Regions from separate parts of the Drosophila melanogaster genome. Here region 1 is linked to region 2. Evidence: chromatin contacts called from public Hi-C data. All regions are on one chromosome and are shown on one strand. The core of a region is the stretch at or near the end of the contact, and the rest is flanking DNA. Distances in the headings are between cores, read along the strand shown. Region 1 holds the start of CG18808. Region 2 holds the start of Cnb (Centrobin).

Evidence for each region. Hi-C and Micro-C count contacts between places; a contact is called where the count stands out from the background.
Region 1: a contact with region 2 is called in a Hi-C map of the Kc167 cell line, with 3 times the contacts expected there. A contact is called at or near these places in 29 of 107 Hi-C or Micro-C datasets (the D17-c3 cell line, the Kc167 cell line, the ML-DmBG3-c2 cell line and 9 more).

Annotation. Positions count from the first base shown.
Region 1 is chr3L:4,805,602-4,809,932 of dm6, forward strand. CG18808 reads right to left here and starts at 1,805. Exons shown (of 1, transcript NM_144411.2): 1 at 452-1,805. The coding sequence starts at 1,727. The coding sequence ends at 570. Dhc64C (Dynein heavy chain 64C) reads right to left here. Exons shown (of 15, transcript NM_001274503.1): 14 at 2,291-4,331; 15 at 1,767-2,231. The coding sequence ends at 2,066.
Region 2 is chr3L:1,945,504-1,949,535 of dm6, forward strand. It overlaps Cnb (Centrobin), which reads left to right and starts at 2,062. Exons shown (of 5, transcript NM_139423.3): 1 at 2,062-2,282; 2 at 2,344-3,520; 3 at 3,579-3,740; 4 at 3,803-4,032. The coding sequence starts at 2,357. It overlaps mu2 (mutator 2), which reads right to left and starts at 1,972. Exons shown (of 12, transcript NM_167927.3): 1 at 1,836-1,972; 2 at 1,577-1,777; 3 at 1,036-1,516; 4 at 145-981; 5 at 1-25. The coding sequence starts at 1,946.

The DNA of each region.
Region 1 (4,331 bases), core at 555-3,054, 2.9 Mb after region 2:
TGCCTGGTAATTCGCAATTCTATTGCATCGTATAATCCATACATTTCCGTTTAAAACCCTGGTTAAGCAAAGTATATTGTGTGACGCTTAGTATTATTGTTTTGGGTTAAATAATTCTGAACAGATTCATGGGGTGCAGCAGAAATGTTACACAAAACAATCTAAAGCTAATGAAAAGTGTTCTCACTGTTAAAATTCGACCTTCATCCTTCGAACTCGCTTCTTGTACCATTGAACCTTCGAAATCACTAAATTAGATGGCACTAAGACCTAGATGGCACATTAACAGGGGGAAATTATAGAGAACTTTTCTAAAGTTTCTGCAGAACAAAGTTTTTTCCGAAACTGGAATACAAAGAGTAGTTTTTGAGCCGTGCTCGTAGATGGCGCCACATAATGGTTTGGGAATTTGCTTAGAATGTCTGTCAAAATTTTAGTTGCATCAAAAGTTGTCCTTATACCATTCCTGCATAGGAGTAGCTATTTATACTTCACTTAATAAGCTTAACATTTTTCTATTAACTATAATATTTTTTGTGAACTACATTTACAGTATTTATAGTATGAGACTAAAAGCTCTTCCTGGACTGACACCTATCAAAAGCCAGCTCGATGGGTTTTACGCACAGCCTTTCCGCCACTTCTTTGTACTTGGTCAAAAGACTATTCGGATAGGCTAAAGCCCGCAAATCTTCCACGTAGTTCATGTGCATCCTCTCCAGTTCGCCAGGTAGCCGGATGGGCTCTGAATCGTCCGCCGGCTGGCTATTCTGGATGCGACCACAAAAGTCATCGAAACGTTCCATAAAGTTGGGCAAGAAAAATTCTGGATCGAGAGCAATAAATACTTGACCCAAGTTCGATGGTTGGTTCTGGTCCATGGTTATATGAGTGGCATATTGGGCACCAGAGAGCACTCCACATAGAATATCTATCACGGCTGACAGGCAATAGCCTTTGTGACCACCAGCAGGAAATAGTAATGGTGTCCTTAAGGCCAAGCTGGGAAAACAGGTGGATAAGCCACCCTCGTTGGCCGCCCAGCCATGCGGTATATACTCATCGTTGGCCCAAGCCCATTCCACGGCTCCAATATCCTTCACGCTGGTCGCCATGTCTAGAACAAAATGGTACTCCTCACCCTTTACGCAGAAGGCAAAGCAGTTGGAGCCAATGCTGGCAGACTTTGAGTTGGGACCCATCATCGTTGGAGCCGAATTGGACATCACGATTCCGGCTAATCCCTTGCCGGCAGCGCGAAATGTAAACCAGCTGGCCATGCCAATGTCGTGAGATTGCTGGGCCACTACGAAACCGATGCCAGAGTCTTCAGCTTTCTTCACCGCCAAATCCATACAAAAGTTTCCCACAAACACACCCAAGGCGGAATTGCCATTTACATGGGCGGTGGACACCGTTTCACTGATTATTGAAGGCTCTGCGCCCACCTTGGCATGCCCGCTCTGCAGATCACTGAGATAGTAATCCAGGCGATTCAGCCCGCTTCCGTAGTTTCCTCGATAGTCCGCCACAACCAGGAACTCGCTGATGCAGCGCACCTTGGAGGGGGAAACTCCAACCCGTAGCAGGCAGTCCTGGATAAAGCGGCGGGCCTCATCCACCAGAACCAAGGACGTGTCGCCCCGCTGCTGCGTAGAGGCGGCATGCATGTGATAGCCACGAAGGCAGCTTCCCAGCCACAGTGCTGGCCGGAGGAGCGCCAACATTGTGTACAGCTGATTTTCATCCAATAGAACGGTGTAGCTGGGGTTGCTATGAGTATATATATTTAGTAAGCTTTATCGGAAATGGGGAACAGATTTAAAAATTACTTTCACAAAATCATGCTATCCACAGAAATTGAAATATTTTTAAAATAAACTCTACAAGTTTAAAGTATTTCATTTTAAATCTTGAAATTACATTTTGTAAAATTCTAATGTTTTTTGAATGAAAAGAGTACGAATATAGCTTTAGATTAAACTTTTAGATACCTTAGGTAAAGGCTTTGAAGGAATAATTTGGACTAAAATATGGGATATAATGGATATCTTGTGCTTAACACTTAGTTCAAGGCCGTGGAGGTCAAAACTGCCACGCCTCTTTCGTAGAAGCTATGCGATTCCTGCCCAGCCGCAACGGCCAAGTCAACAGTGAAGAGTAGTTCTGTACGCGTGGAGTTCAAGTAAACCGGCAATGTCAACTTGCTGATGCGTGGCTCCGAGGAAATCCTATTAAAAAGTAAAGCATTAGTAAAGAATTATGCAGTTAACTATAAGAGTGGACTTACTTTATCCACTTGAGAATGGTGACAGGTAGATCCATCATGATAGTGGAAGCCAGGAGCAATTCATTGTTCTTGCACTGGGCGCCCTGTAATTTGAGTCCAGTGACCCCGAAGCAACAATCCTTTTGATCGTTCTTTAGCCCAGCATCCGTAATTGTCACATCCAGGGCGAGCTCCTCTAGCGACCAACTATTCGCCTGGGCAACACACTGCCTGGTGGCCGTGATGTAGGCCTCCGGATTGAGCAAACCACCGAGCCAGACGGGGAAGCCCTGCAGCTCCTTGGCGCCAGCCTGCGAAACAAGTTGCGACACCTTCTGCAGTTGCTGGACACGGTTGCTGAAGTCCGTGATCCATTGGATCACTGTGCATCCTGCAGGAACTGTATACCGCTTCCAACCCTTCGGAATTATTCCGCGAACTAGCTCCGACAACATGGAACGATGGTGGTTGGTTTGTTTCTTCTCGCCCTGGCAAATTAGAACCACATCCTGCAGGTCCAGTATCACTGTTTGCAACAGACGCGAACCACTTGTCACCTCGCGCTCGAAGTATCGGTACAACGGATCCTTGATGTTCTCCACAGTACGCTTGAGCACTTGCAGATTCTTCGGGAGCAGTTCCAACCAGGCAGTAGCTGAGTTGTGAAGTGTCTTCATCCATGATGGACGTCCATCCTCGCCGCGACCCACTGCAGATTGCTCCGATTGATCCTCCACGCTGTAAGCCAACTCATCGTCGTCCTCCAGCTGCTGCATCTTGAGCAGCTTACTGACCAAATCAGTACCACGGGTGGTAAGCAACACCTTCTCCGCATTGTTCGGTAATCCAAGCCACGACGGAGTCTGGCGGTCAGTCAAGTTCTCAATCCATTTCAAGAAATGATCGCGACGGGTGCCATCGGGCATGGTAATGTGACGGAGTCCTCCGGAGGCGCCATCAACGTTAGCCACCAGGGCAAAGTCCGCCTCAAAGCTGCGTGCGGTGAAGAGCTTCTTCAAGAAGGAAGTCAAAAGGCGCTGATCGAAATCGTTATCGATCTTTCCTCCGTAAATGGACTGCGAGAGCAGGGTGACCAGGGCATCCCATGGAACCTTCTCTGGTGGCAGATTGGTGCGGCCCATGGCCGTGGTGTCGATCCAGGTGTCCAATGTGTCGCAAGCCACGCGCAGATCCGATTCGTTAAACTCGTACTTCTTGGCCCAGCCAAGAGGCACATATCGGAGTCGCTCCTGGACGATGGCGTGGAACCAGGCCAGCAGGAAGTAAAGCCGAGCTCTTTCACTTGGAGTCTTCATCATGCGTGCCGCCGGTACCGTAGAGAAGGTGCGCAGCAGATTAGCTCTGATGCCTGGTGGTGGCTCGAACACAAAGATGCGGCCAGCACGCAGTAGGTTAACCGGCACCTTTGGATTAATCTCCATCGTGAGGAACAGCCGGAAGCCGGAATGAGGCTGCAGGGAGTGCATCTTCTTCTCCAGCTGCACAAGCCATTGGGGAGCTAAGTGGACGTTCTTCAAGAGCACCCAGCGACCAGTCTTGCAGGCCATGTTAATAGCTCGCTCAGCTTGATTGAATCCTTCGGCTGAACCGATAGCAATGCTGGAAATTTGTTTATTTTGCTCCGCTGCCAAGTCATCCACTCGCCCGGATGCATCGAAACCGGGCACCGAGCACAGCAGCGCAGGAGTGTTGCAGTTCAACTGCTTGTCCACCACAGAAGTGAAGTCCAATTCCTGCTCGGCGTTGGGCATAAAGTCTTCTCCGAGCACAGTGTTGACCACATTGTGAGCGGCGGCGATAACGCGATCCGGTCGGAAGGCCTGGATAAGCAGCAGCTGGTGAACGGAGCTGGCAATAGGACTGAGAGCCTTGGATTCGTCCCACAGCTGGGGTACAACCTGTTCAGGCGAGCTCTGCTGCAACCAGGCACCCAGTTCGGGAATGGATCGTACCTTCTCGAGAAGCTTTCGGAAGATGGGAAGACGAAGGGCCAGCCGGTTGACACTCTCAATCTGCTCGGCAGAAAGTCCTTCTACGGGCG
Region 2 (4,032 bases), core at 812-3,311:
CTTACAGGCGACGTTGCCACAGTCCCTGAAATCATTTCATTGAGCACAGCATCTATCTCACCGCAAGTCGCTTCAAAGAATTTCGAATCTGGACAGATATTTATTTTCCAGATCCATAATAAGGAACATCTTTGGTATTCTTACCTGATGCAACTTTGACACTGTCGTCAAGTGGAATGTTCTCCTTGTCCTGTAAACTCACGGAATGCTGATTGACCACATGAAAAGGTTGCGTGGCTACGAAGTCCTGGCAACGAGAGCTATTGATCTTGGCGGGAAATGCTTGAGTGGCTATCAAATCTTGGTTGGAAATCTCATTATTTTCTGGTGAAGCCATGTTTGCTTGTGGGATTCCTAAGTTAAATGCCTGAGTTTCTATAAAATCTTGGTTGGAAGCATCATTAGCTGTAGAGGGTTTAGGTGAATCAACTTTTTGTGGCGGTGCCAAGTTAAATGCCTGTGTCGCTATGAGATCTTGATTGGCTTCATTTTCTTGTGGTGCCTGCGGACGTCCTAAGTTAAACGCCTGAGTAGCCACGAAGTCTTGGTTGTTTTGCCCATTGTCTTCCTCGTCACTTTCCAACAATTTATGTCGTGGAAATCGTTGAGTGGCTATCATATCTTGATTCTTTTCCTGACTATTCGTGTCAGGAGTGGCAGTGGGGGTCTCAATCGTCGCCACAACCAGCTGTTTAACTCCGCCAAACTGCGGTGTGGCGGTATTTGTATTGTCCGCAGGACGAACGAACGGATCTGGACTGCTGGAGCCATCGCGCCTCCTATCCCCCCCCATGATCAGGTCAAATAGATCGGGTGTGCAGATATTTCTATCTACGGACGGAGCGGTCAAATCGGGAGTAATGCAGGCATCGCCACGCGGCAATATATCATCCGCTTTGGTGCTACTCAGAGCACAGCATTTGGAATTGCTAGCCGACCAGTTCAAGGCACTCATTTCCATGTCGGTGGTGTCCAGTTGATCTAAGAAGAAAGCGCACATTATTGAAAGTTATCAGTTTCAATGGATGCACATACCCCGCTTAGTATCCTGATTTTCCAGACCTTCAATTGGTGCTGTTGGCGGCGGAAGAGGCAGCAGAACATCGCAGAGTACCTGTGAGGTATCGAAGTCATCGATGGCATCCTCATTATAATCCTGGGTGCACATGCGTATAATGCTGCCCTGAGATGATTCCTCATCGCTGTCTATCGTCGGACCTGGCTTATCAACTACGGGAATAACCGGGGGTTTAAACACTGGTGGTTCAGGTGGAAGATCCGCAAGCATATCCTGCGTTTCGGGTATCATGAAGTCATCGCCCAGCGACACTCTTTGTCCGGTCGAAGGCCTTTCGCATAACACCGCTTGGGTCTCGGGTATAAATAAGCTATCTGCCGTTGTGTTGACTGATGTGTTGGCGGATGGAGGCTGTGTTTCCGGAACATCCATGCTGTCCAAGGTTGTGTTGTTTAATCCGTTCTTCAGGCATTCCCCGAATCCGCTACTGTCGTGGACCTGAACGAAGGGTAAGCATTAAGTTATGCATCCTGTAAGAATGGTATTTGGTGCCCATACCTCATCGTGATCTTCTCCAAACTCTAGCCTGGCCTCCACATTGCCAAAGCGGAGTTTCACCTTGCCGGCCACGGCGTTCTCCATGCCGATGTCCACCACGGTCTCCTCCTGGTCGTTCACAAAGATCTTGCCCACCAGGGCAGCCAGGCGCACCACACCTCGGCGCAGTATGCAGGCTGTGGCGTGGGCCAGCTCCATTGACTGCCCATTGAGGATAGGAGTTATTAAAGGGGAAATGTTTAAGTAAGGGCCAATTTACCTCATCGGCGATGCTTATTTCCAGGCCCTTCTGCCTCCCAATGCGGTAAATGGTATCCGCTTTCAGAAGAATGGCCGGCAAACCGCCAAAAAACAGGCTTACATCTGCCATCCTGGCGGCAGTTCCTTCAAAACTGAAGGACGAAAAAAAAAAACAAGACAATAAATGGAAACAACAAACGCACTGAACGGTCACACTTGAAATGGGCGCCAAAAACAGGCGATATATACGGTAGTGTTAATTACAACAGATATGCCAAAAGGCAAAATAAGACTAACAACGTATATTATTTTTAAAATTATATAGTGCCTTGTGAAGACTAGAATATCGAGCTTTAGTTTTTGTTTTGACACACTGAATAGTGATATACCGATAGTCCATTGTTTTCGATAATCCTGCATTGCCACGTGCACCTGGCAACCCTGTGCATCACCATGGCAATCGGTGGTTAGTTTCACTTTTGTTTTGAAACAACAATTATTGTACTATAAGCATACTATTAATACAGTTAACCATGAGGCATGAGTGATACCGATACGGACGACACCGATCTGCTGCTCCTGATACCACCGAACTTCTGCGCGGAGGACAAAATGAGCGCATGCGCGGCGGCAGATGCGTTGGCCATGCCCCCGCCCCCTCCCCCGGCGACCACAAGTGCAGCGTACCAGTTCCTACATCCCAGCAAGAAATCGGAGCTGAATAGCATCAATTCCCGGCTGCAGAACATCGCACTGGATGCGGAGGAGCCTCCCTCGGACATTTCCACCATATCCACGAATACTGTAAGGAACGCTGGAAGGCCAAGTAGGGAGCTCCACGGCATGGTGCACTCCACGCCGAAGAGTGGGTCCGTTGAGCCCCTCCGCCATCGACCACTGGACGACAACATTCTGCTCGAAATCGACCACTACCTAGACGACAATAATGCGCACCGTTGGCAGAGGCACGATCACCACCTGCATCACCGCAGCGACGATCATCTGAGGAACGAGCGGGCGGGGAAAGAGGGTCATCCGGGAACCTCGTCTCTGCCCAGCATGAGGCTGGCCTCATCATCCTCCGGCGCCGTTTCTGTCGAAGCAGCCAGGGTCGATCGAAGCAGCCTGAATGAGAACAAGATCATAAGTCTGAGCGAGCTCTGGGGCAAGAGCAGCTTGACCAAAACTGTACTCGACAACAACTCGCCCAACCGACCACTGTGCAGCTCTTCCCTAAAAGAGGAACAACTCAGAAGGCAGCATCTGGAGAAAATGGTGCACACACTGCAGTCGCATCTTTTGGAGTACCAGCAGCGAATCTCAGTGGCCATCGAGGTGGATCGTTCGAAGGATGCTGCTCTCACCGAGGCAGAGCAAACAGTTCAAAGTCTCAACTACGAGGTTCAGCACCTGCGGGACGCTGTCCACCGGCTGGAAGCGGACAGGGGCGAATCCCAGAGCCGGTTTGATGCACTGCAGAACGAGTTGTCGCAGGCGGTCAACTTGGCCACCAGGTTTCAGGAAAAGAATGATAAACTCGAAAGGGAGTTGGACCATTGCAGGCAAGACGCCAAGCAATGGGAAGAAAGACTGGAGCAACTGGAAATGCAACTCAACAGCAGCAAAAGAGCGGAGGAGCTGTCACATGCCGAGCTGAATAAGCTAAGGGATAAGTTTGCCAAGGTAGACTACCAACAAGAAAAGGTAATTTAAAAATAAGATTTCAACCACGGCCACTTTAACCACATTTCTTATATATAAGCTAAAAGCGCGGATAGAGGAACTGGAGAAGGAAAATAACACGCTGACCAATCAAAAGGAAATGCTGCAAGAATATCATCAGAAGCAGAAAGCAAGAGCGGATTCCTTGGAGAGCCATCGTAAATCCCTACAAGAAACTCTGGCGAACCTAACTGAAACTGAGGTTATTTAAAAATAAATACAAAAAAAAAAAGAACTCAATAATAAATGATTGTTGTTTTGCAGACCAATCTCAAGAAGAAGCTAGATATACAGCAGAAATCCCTAAAGCAATACTACCAACAGCAAATGGAAAATGTTGTGGCCAAGAAGATGCAGGAGTTCCAGGACCAACTGGACAAGAATGAGGAGCATTTAAAGAACGAAGCTCGGGAGCGTGAACGACTCATAGCCGAGCGGGCAGTAAAGCAGCTTGAAATGATCAATGAGAAAAACAACCAGGAATTGAATCTCAT